Regions from separate parts of the Hordeum vulgare genome. Here region 2 is linked to region 1. The links are chromatin contacts, called in public Hi-C maps. All regions are on one chromosome and are shown on one strand. Each heading gives the region's core, a stretch centred on a gene start, on an enhancer-like site or on the middle of the called end of the contact. The rest is flanking DNA. Distances are from core to core; before and after follow the strand shown.

Region 1 (5,140 bases), core at 748-3,247:
TTCGCTGTCACTGTACTGATGAGCAGTGTCATATGATGAAACAAATCCTTGTGAACGAAGAAATTTGTAAACTTGGCCGCGCTTACTTCCATTCCAATCACTATAATATGAATGCCCTGATCATATGTTAATATAAATTTCACTGTAATATTCGTACAAGAACATAAAAGATAGCATGCTTACTGCATACTCACCCACATAAGATGATAGGCATTGGACCAAGTTTATGCTCTTCCTGGTAAGCTTCTACATACTGAAGGATCTTATATACCTACCATGGACACGGCAGTCAATTATTAAATACCATGCTGAAATATTAGCAGGCTGAATGATTAAGTGTACAACAGCATACTAATCATACCTGCTTCAGTCGAACTATTGAAAGGCTGTGATCATGGGGAAACACCAAATGAGTGTTCACGATGAGGCTCTGCTGCTGGACATAGCTGCTGCTTCGATTTTGCAAGAAAGGTATGACTGACTCAACATGCAATAGCTGAGCAACTCGATCTCCAAAATCATTAAACAGAAGCTCCCGGTGGTTCAAGACACAGAAGTAATTCATATGTACAGCAGTCAGAAGACCTGGGTGGGGAAGATACAATTTGAGTGAAAATTTGCAGACTAGTCCCAGTAGCATTCTGTAACAAGGTTATAATTAAAAAGTTGAATGTGCCTTCTCCAAAATAATTCCAGAACAAAACAACCAATCATGGCTACTGACAGATATTGCATATATCAGTATCGAAGGCATTGAACATAACAGCTTACAAGTAATATTACATATTCTTTCAAATAGTAAACAGATAAACAAATCACAATGTAAGGATAATCATCAGAGGAATTTAACACAAGAAATTACAACATCAACATGGAAACAATTTGAATTACGATCACGTGAACTGAAAAGAGCAGGCTGAATAACAATGTTGGAGTCCCAATAATCACACACATCTTTTACCTTTTTAGTCCATGTTCTGCATTTTCTGTGCCATTAAATATTCAAGTTTTCAGATATTTATAGCAATCTCAGAACAAACTACCAATTGGATGGAGCAGGCAAAATGGACGGGGGTGGCTAAAAGGAAAACACACGTCACCTTACTTAATCCATACCACAAGATACTTTGTCATAATACTACCTGAAATGGAAGAGGGGGAGACAGCTCACCATCTCCTCGGTTATTTGTGCGGGCGAGCTTGAACAGCTTATAATTCGCATCACCGAGTCGCTTCTCGTACATGTTTACTAGCTCATCATTCCCCAACCACACCTCCTGACACAAAACCAAGACAGCCTATCAATCACATCCTTGCGCAAACACCCATGGAAGTGAATAATCCCTCAATTCCCCTCACCTGGAGGCAGATGATGGAGGAGCGATCCCCGAGGAGGCGGTCGATGATTTTCTCATTCCTGCTAAACCAGTTGGCCCTGTTCTGGCTCTCCCTGCCATTCTGCGCCCAAAGCCCACGGACAAGTTACTTCACCGATCCAACAAAATACCGGCGGCAACTCCTCCCAACACACGATGAAACAAGTGGATTGCAAGGGGAGGGAAAAGGGTAAGATCCAGCTCACCTCAGAATCCATGCGCTTGTAGATCGGCGCGAGAATGTTGAAGGTGGTGCATGAGACGGAGCGCTCGTCGCGCGCCTGCAGCAGCGGCGGCGGCCGCAGCCGCTGCCGGGCGCCAGCCTCCCTGCGCTGCTTCTTCGTCTACACCAACCACACCGATCTCAGCAACTCAAGTCACCGACACACACTAGGAAATGGACATGCCCACCAGCAAAGGTTAATTTAATTTCTCACCATGGCGATTTCAGGCGGAGCCAAGGCAACGGGTGGGATGGAACGGCGACGATGAGGAGGCGCTAGACCGGTGGGTGGTGGTCGCGTGGCCTCGTCGTGTTAGCTCCTGCTGTCCTTGCGATTTGCGGTTGCGACGAGTCGGAGAGGAAGGCTGCCCAAGATGTGTTCGCTGGCCTCAGCGTTGGGGTCTCGCCTTGCCTTTTAAATAGCTCGAAAAGGCTATCAAGTACGAAAAGTCGCTTTGGAGCACGGGCAGTCCGGCACTACGAGGAGCCACTAGAGGTTAGGGTTCTACCAGGTCTCGCACGTAGGTTGTACGGGTGAAAGTGCGGGCTGTGAGGTTGGGGATGTCGGCGTCGATGGTTGGGCGCCGTCGCGGCGTGAGAGGGAGAGGCGGCTAGGGTTTGGGGCTCTCGTCTTCTGAGGGAGACGACAACAGAATATACTGTTTATTGTCTGCTTAATATCGAAGGGTACATGTGTTTATATAGGAGGACAGCCTCCACTAAACCTAGATAACTTGGACTCTAATATAACTTGGACTCTAATATAATTTGGACTCTAAGATAGGTAAGATAACTTGGGCTAAGCCCGTAATTAACCCTGCCCATTGGGCCTTCTCCGTTGGTACGTTGTACCGATCATAACATCTCTCCCCGCCTTCTCAAACAGCTCGTCCTCGAGCTGAACATCTGGAAACTGCTGGCGGAAATCGTCGAGCTTCTCCCAAGCCGCTTCCTCCTCTGACAGGCCGGTCCACTGTACCAAGACATGCCAGACGCTGCGACGCTGCTGCGTCTGCAGCACCTTCGCCACATGTGCGGAAGCTGGAAGGAGGCGGCCATCCGAAGTAGGAGGAAGGGTCGGCGTCGCTGCAGGAGGGTCCCCGCGGTAGGCCTTCAGTAAGCCGACATGGAAGACGTCGTGGAGGCGAGAACCAACTGGCAGCTCCAAGCGGTATGCGAGTGTGCCGACATGCTCCAGCACACGAAAGGGACCGGCGTAGCGAGGTCCCAATTTGCGCTTGGAGCGCGGGTCCAGAGACTGCGTGGTCCTGTGAAGGAGGCGCAGCCACACCCAATCACCCACCGCGAACTCCGACTCGCGATGATGAGCATCATAGTACTTCCGAGCCAGCTGTTGTGCTTGGAGAAGACGCTGGCGTGCCTCAGCCAGAATGTCGTCGTGGGTGCGGAGTAAGTCGCCCGCCGTCTCGGACGGAGCCGTCCCAGGCTCGTAAGGGAGCATCGCCGGAGGTGGGCACCCGTAGACCACCTCGAAAGGAGTGGTGCGTAGGGCGGAGTGATAGGAGGTGTTGTAGCAGTACTCCGCCCACGCCAACCAGTCCACCCAAGCTCGTGGACGATCACCAGTAACACAGCGCAGGTACATGGCGATCACCTTGTTGACCACCTCGGATTGGACGTCTGTCTGAGGGTGGAACGCCGTGCTCATGCGGAGCTTCACGCCCGCCAGTCGAAAGAGATCCCGCCAGACATGTCCCGTGAACACGGGATCACGATCGCTGGCGATGGACGACGGAAAACCGTGGAGGCGGACGATGCCGTCGAAGAAGGCCCGCGCCACGGAGGCGGCTGTATATGGATGACCCAGGGCGATGAAGTGCGCGTACTTGGAGAAGCGGTCAACCACCGTGAGGATGACGGACTTGCCGCCCACCTTGGGAAGGCCCTCGATGAAGTCCATGGAAATATCCGCCCACACCTGGGAGGGTACGTCCAGCGGCTGCAGTAGACCCGCGGGTCGTAGTGTCTCCGTCTTGTTCCGCTGGCATGTCATGCACGACTGCACCCAGTCGCGGACCATCGCGCCATCATCGGGGATGTAAAAATCAGCACGGAGACGATGGAGAGTCTTCTGCACGCCCTCGTGCCCTGCAGAGTGCGCCAAGGTCAGGACCTGGTGGCACAGGTCGCCATGGTCGGGCACGAAGATGCGGCGGCCATGTAGGAGCAGCCCCTCGTCCAAGCGCCAGGGCGCGTCCAGCTCGCTGGCGTCAAGGCGCTGGCGCAGGCCCTGGGCGTCCACGGCCGTCGAAGTTGCCCGACGAATGTCGTCGATGAAGGCGAAAGATGGCCCGGAGCGAATGCACATGATAGTGTCAGCCATGGCGACGTCGTCCGCGACATCCTCAGTGTCGCGGCGGGACAAGGCGTCGGCGACCGTGTTGAGACGGCCGGGGCGGTACTCAACGGTGAAGTCAAAGCCAAAGAGCTTGCTGATCCACTGGTGTTGCGGAACTGTGGAGAGGTGCTGGTCCAGCAAGAACTTGAGGCTGTAGTGGTCCGTGCGCATACGGAATGACCGGCCCCAAAGATAAGGCCGCCAGTGGCGCACTGCCTGAACCAGCCCAATAAGCTCGCGCTCGTAGGTCGCGAGCTTGTGATGGCGAGCGGCGAAGGGGCGGCTGAAGAAGGCAAGCGGTCCCTCGCCCTGGTGGAGGACGACGCCGAAGCCGATGCCAGAGGCGTCGCAGTCCACCATGAACGACATATCAAAGTCCGGCATCAGGAGGACGGGGTCCCATGGTGAGCGCCCGCTGGAGAGCCTCGAATGCCGTAGTCGCCTCCTCGTCCCAGGAGAAGGCGTCGCGTCGAAGGAGACGCGTCAATGGCGCGACGATGAGGCCGAAGTCCCGGATGTACTTCCGGTAGTAGCCGGCGAGGCCCAAGAAGCCGCGGACCGTCAGCGGTGACCGCGGGATCGGCCACGTGGCGACGGCGGCGACCTTGTCCACGTCCATCGCTACCCCGTCCGCCGAGATGACGCGCCCCAGGTACGCGACGGAGGTCGTGCCGAACGAGCACTTCGAGCGCTTGAGGTGAAGACGATGCGCTCGAAGCTCGTTGAAGATGATGGCCACGTGTTGTAGGTGCTCCGCCCAAGATGCACTTTAGATGAGAATGTCATCAAAGAAAACAAGCACAAAGCGGCGCAAGTATGGGCTGAGCACGTCGTTCATCAGGGCCTGGAAGGTCGCCGACGCGTTGGAGAGGCCGAACGGCATCACCAGGAACTCGAAGGGGCCATGGTGAGTGCGGAACGCCGTCTTCTCGATGTCGTCAGGGTGCATGCGCACCTGATGGTAGCCCGAGCGAAGGTCGAGCTTGGTGAAGAAGCACGCTCCGTGTAGCTCGTCCAAGAGCTCATCCACGACGGGGATGGGGAACTTGTCCTTGGACGTCAGGGCGTTGAGGGCGCGCTAGTCTATGCAGAAGCGCCATGTGCCGTCGGGCTTGCACACAAGGAGCACCGGGGCGGAGAACGGCGATGTCGGAATCTGGATGATGCCCTACGCGAGCATGA
Region 2 (5,140 bases), core at 798-3,297, 180 kb after region 1:
CACCTTTGGACGGGTGTCAACTGCTCGCAATCTTCTTCTGGCACACCGCCATGTATTTAGTGAGAGCCACCTAGCCTTCTAGGAGCTTGACACCTCATCAATAAGTGAGTGGTGTAGCGATGAGGTGTAGCGATTTGGTGAGGCGTCTTGCCGAGTCTTGTCGAGGATGCATGTGCCTGGTAGGTGCCGGGGGTTCTTGGCATGTCTTGGCCTGCTTGTGTAGGTCTTGCTGGCGCCATCGACCATCAGGGGCCGCGTCTGCTGAAGTCTTGGTCTTCTTGATGCGCTCCTTGAGCTCTCATAGAGTGGCTTCTCTGACCCTGGCTAGGTCTTGATGGAGTGGTAGCATCCCCCAACAACCTTAGGTCGCCGATTAAACACCCATGTTTGCGTACCCCGACAATAGGTGCATTAAATTAAATAACAATAATATGGTTATATAACAAGAAACTCATGTTTTCACATGGAAGCAACTGCACTTGCAACTAGCAATGCTATAACAAGGATGAGAAAGCGGTAACATAGCCAAACAGTGGTTTGCTGGGATATGGAGGGGTTAGAGGCTTTCATGACAATGTTGGGAGGTTGACATTAACAGGTGGTAGGCAGCGAGGCATAGTGGCAAAAACTAGATAACTAGCATGGCAATGATAGTAATGATAGCTAGGGAAATGATCATCTTCCTTGGGATCCCGCTTGGAAGAAGAACGAATCCATGAAGTAGACCAACTGACGTAGTCGAACAGATCCTCACACTCTGTAGCGGTTGGAACTCTATTGAGAAGAAACAATCCAGAAACAATAATCAACACACGATAAAGTCCAGAACATATGCATGACATGATGCACAAGCAAGTATGATGCAAGTCCAATTAATTATGCACGACATGGGAAACACATCAAACAACTACTACAAATTGAAGTGAAGCTCAAGATGCAACGAGTTGCATATTGAACAAACTCCATTTTGAATTATTTACTTCACTCATGTTTAGGTATGAAACAGTTTAAATTTTATTTATCATGGCAAGAGGTGAAGCAAAATTAAACTACACTACCTAGGCATTGTAAATGAGGTCAGAGAGAACATATAGAATTCACAAACGACTTCCTATGCAATTTTTGAAATTGGACCAGATCTGAATAATCATATTTTATATTTATTAAACATGAAAATTAAAGTGCACCAGGTTATTCTACATATTGTTTTAGATAAATTACATATGTGGACCATTTTAAACGGAGCTATGATTAATTAGTTATGAGACAAACCATTTTAGCATGGCGTTAGGCAATTTTAATGCAAACATCACTTTAATTGTTATTACCATGCATGAGGGTGACATGATCAAATCGATGCAATTTGATGAACATATAGGAAATGATATGGAGCATATCTCGCCATGATGTAAAGAAATGGGTGCTACGAAGGCAACAATGAAAACGGTGCCACGATAACGTTTCTGCATTGAGATGCGGATGCAAAAGAATAAGTATAGGAGGTGCGGGCATGCAAGAAATGATGGGGTGATCTCGGATCCCAGATGTCCCATGTGTCGGCGGCACGAAAAAACAAAAGAGTGCAACTAACATTCATGGACGGCTACCGACATCACAACACTCGCTCAAGGGCGGTCATCTCAACATTATACCTTCGAAGCGTGTGGGCGAGGCGGAAGGGTTCATTGCAGTATAGAGGTTCACAAGTCGTTGTAGAAGTAGTGGCACACGTGTCGAAGTTGAACTTGATGAATCCGAGGTTTTTGGGGCGAACGTAGTGGTAGACGGCAACGGACATCGTGCTACTTGTCGTTATTGGCTATTCAGGATATGGTGGTAGAGGTACTTTAACGCATCACCATATATTCGTATGCGACGCTTGTAGACTTGGTGAAATCTGAGACAATCTTGGGTGTCTTTGCACAAACTGGCAAGATGGGCAAAATTGAACCAACCGTAACCGAAGACAACAAAGCACAAGGATCCTCTACAGTATTATATGATACAGTAAGCTCACTGTCACGTGGTACCTGACCCATGTGTCATCCACACTACAGCATCATACAGTACAGCAGAGGATCTCAACCCGGCACACATCTGGGTGCACGCAGCTAGAGGTGATCTGAACCATGATGGTTGTGCAGGAGCGAACAGAATAGGCAACAGCAGGAAGCAGCGACGGCTGCAGTTTTTGCCGGCAAGGCATGGGGCAGCGCAAGGTGAGCATGCAACGAGTAGAGGAGGGGCGCTACCATGGCAAGGATCTCGAGCCAATGCTCACAGTAGAGGCAGAATCTCGAGCCGGTCATGGCTGAGGCGGCTTGCACGAAAGCAGGTCGGGACGGGCGGCACGCAGTGGAGCTGTAAGCATTGGAGGCGAGGCACACAGAGGGGCTGGTCGGGTCCTTTGGTGCAGAGGATAGGAGAGGTCGGAAGCTTAAGCGGCGCCAGCTATGGCGCGGCCAAGGAGCAGGAGGATGCAAGGGGCGGCTCGGGCAGCACGAGATGGGCCACCCATGGCTGCATCATGATGCAGGTCGACATCAGCTGACTCATGGCAAAGCTTGAGGAGAAGCGGGCGAGCACGCATGAGGCGGGCGGAGCTGTGGCTAGGCACATGAGGTCGAGGACGCGGTTCGGGCATGGTGTGCTCAAGTGGATGAAGGAGGTGGAGAGGACTCGGCGAGGGGGCATGAAGAAGGGGCCCACAAGAATAGGCGGGCACGGCGGCGATCAAGCTTGTCGGGCAGCGAGACGGCGAGGGCGAGCGACGGTCGGGTCGCCGGAGGTAGGGCCATGGATGGAGCCAAGGGGATCGAGTGAGGAGCGCTGGTGAGAGCGATGCGTGTGGGTGGCGGCGTGGGATCGAAACAGTGAGGGAGAGATTGAGAGAAGAGAGGGTTCAGGCTCCCTAGCGGCTAGGGTTAGGAGGAGGGATTAGATAGGTCGCGGGGATGAGCTAGAATCGGCGAGAAGCCCACTTGGCCTTTCTCTTTTCTATAAGCTGAAAAAAGATACTTAGAGAAAGAAGAGAGGTCTATAGGAAGAGAGTTTGGAGGGAGTATTTTCCCGGACTCATGAAAATAACCTCGATCCAAGAAAATTAGAAAAGAGCATGTGCATGAATTTTGAATTCAAACTCATATGAAATATAATTCAAATGGGTTGAATTGGGTCTAGGTTTAAGAAGTGTCCAAAATGTTGAGGATTTACGAGGAGTGTCGACAAATGGAGAAAGAAATATTAACAAGGTTTGGAGGTCAATCTTGAAGTAGGAAAAGCATGGGATTTAAAATGTAAGTGTGTTCATGGGTGATTCCAAAATAATGGAATATTTTATAATAGATCCTTAAAATATTGGGAGGATATGTTATAAAGAGAATCATCATGTGAATCCCCAATTTAAATAGATCCAAAGATGTATGCAATTTATTTATTTGATATTTAGAAAAATTATTGACATGATGGCATGATGACATGATGAATGCAATAAACCAATAACGCACACGCAACTACAAGATAAAATGGGAATCTTCTAGAGCGTCGGTTCCAGACTGTTACAACTCTCATTCACTAACAAGAGATCTCGACCCGAGATCTAAGAATGAAAGGGGAAAGGAAGAAGAGAGGAAGAGGTAAAATTGAGTTCCTTCTTTGACAAATGAGTGAAACCAACGATCCTTGAAGGTTACAAAGTGATGAAGAATGACATGAGGAACAAGCAAGAATTTAAAAACAAATCGCAGCACTTCGGTAGGATATAGAGGCAAAACTTGACATGATGGAAGGAAATTGAATATATTTCACAACACTCCGACTAAATTGACAAGCAAGGAAAGAAATTATCTTGGTAAACTTAGATAATGGATAAAAGAGAGCAACATCACAAAGCTTCCGGAACAAAGAATAAAAACTAGCTCATTTGATGAAGAAGAAAATGACAACTTCTACCACCGTTGAATTGAAGAGCATACTTAGGAAAAAGGATTGAACGGAGTTGTTGGATAATCAACAACAAAAAGAAAAAACTTGTTGTGGGCTTATGGAGAACATCCCATAATTATGAGGTGAAAACCCGCCACTAACAGAAACAAATATTGCTTGGGAGCCACAAGATATGCAAAACATCTTATACTGAGAGGATACATTGAGAACTTGGATTAATGACAAGCACCATGATAAGAACATTCGTTAGCAAAAGCTTTAAGTGAAATCCAATCCAAGATAGCTTCAATGAATAACTTGTGGGTTGAAAATATCTCATGATTGAAGAAATTGGTGGGTTTAAATATCTCATTCTTGAAACAAATTCTCTTCGAGACTCCGCATGAGTCAAGAATGCTATAACACTACCTCAAGGAATAAAGGAGGAAGAATTGCACTTCGAAATGCAAGAGAAAGAACACTTGAGGTTCTCCAACAATAATCTTGAAGAACACCTTGTGAATGTATTAAATCCTTGAAGAACCACCATGAAGAACTGATGTCGCTTGAACTACGTCGGTATTTTTCCCAAAGAAGAAGGGATGATGCAGCACAACAACGGTAGGTATTTCCCTCGGTGGTGATACCAAGGTTATCGAACCAGTAGGAGAATCATGCAACACTATGTAGACGGCTCCGGCACACAAAAAACAAACACTTGCAACCCGACTTAAGAGAGGGGTTGTCAATCCCTCATGGGTAAAAAGATAGATAGATTGATGATAGTTTGGATAAATAGATCTCTCATAAACGCGGAAGAAAAGAAGTAACAAAAAAGTGCAGCAAGGTATTTTTGTGTTTTTGATAATATAGAATTGAAAATAAAAGTCGCAAATAAAGGAAAAGGCAAATAGTAATATGGATCTGAAAGTATATGATGATGAAATAGACACGGGTGCCGTAGATTTCACTAGTGACTTCGCTCAAGAAAATAGCAATGGTGGGTGAACAAATTATTGTTGGGTAATTGATAGAACAACAAATAATTATGACGATATCCAAGACAATGTTCATGTATATAGGCATCATGTCCAAGATTAGTAGACTAACTCCAGCCTGCATCTACTATTATTACTCCACACATCGACCGCTATCCAACATGCATCTAGTGTATTAAGTTCATGGAAAAACGGAGTAAAGAAATAATAACTATGAC

What was found. A called contact is a pair of places that touch in the nucleus more often than the background predicts.
Region 2: a Hi-C map of leaf shows a contact between it and region 1, with 4 times the contacts expected there. The contact joins the enhancer-like site here to the promoter of LOC123428710 in region 1. A contact is called at or near these places in 2 of 6 Hi-C or Micro-C datasets (leaf and seedling) and 1 of 1 datasets of contacts at active chromatin or transcription factors (embryo).

Annotation. Positions count from the first base shown.
Region 1 is chr1H:201,276,357-201,281,496 of MorexV3_pseudomolecules_assembly, forward strand. LOC123428710 reads right to left here and starts at 1,998. Exons shown (of 11, transcript XM_045112889.1): 1 at 1,814-1,998; 2 at 1,583-1,720; 3 at 1,360-1,458; 4 at 1,172-1,277; 5 at 362-585; 6 at 195-271; 7 at 1-100. The coding sequence starts at 1,816.
Region 2 is chr1H:201,459,889-201,465,028 of MorexV3_pseudomolecules_assembly, forward strand. No RefSeq gene overlaps it. Among protein-coding and RNA genes, the nearest start is that of LOC123428721, 41 kb to the right of the region's middle. Within about 2 kb of position 2,048, at least 3 of the 3 cell types and tissues checked have open chromatin away from gene starts, as enhancers often do. A contact at or near this core is called in leaf and seedling, where this site is marked.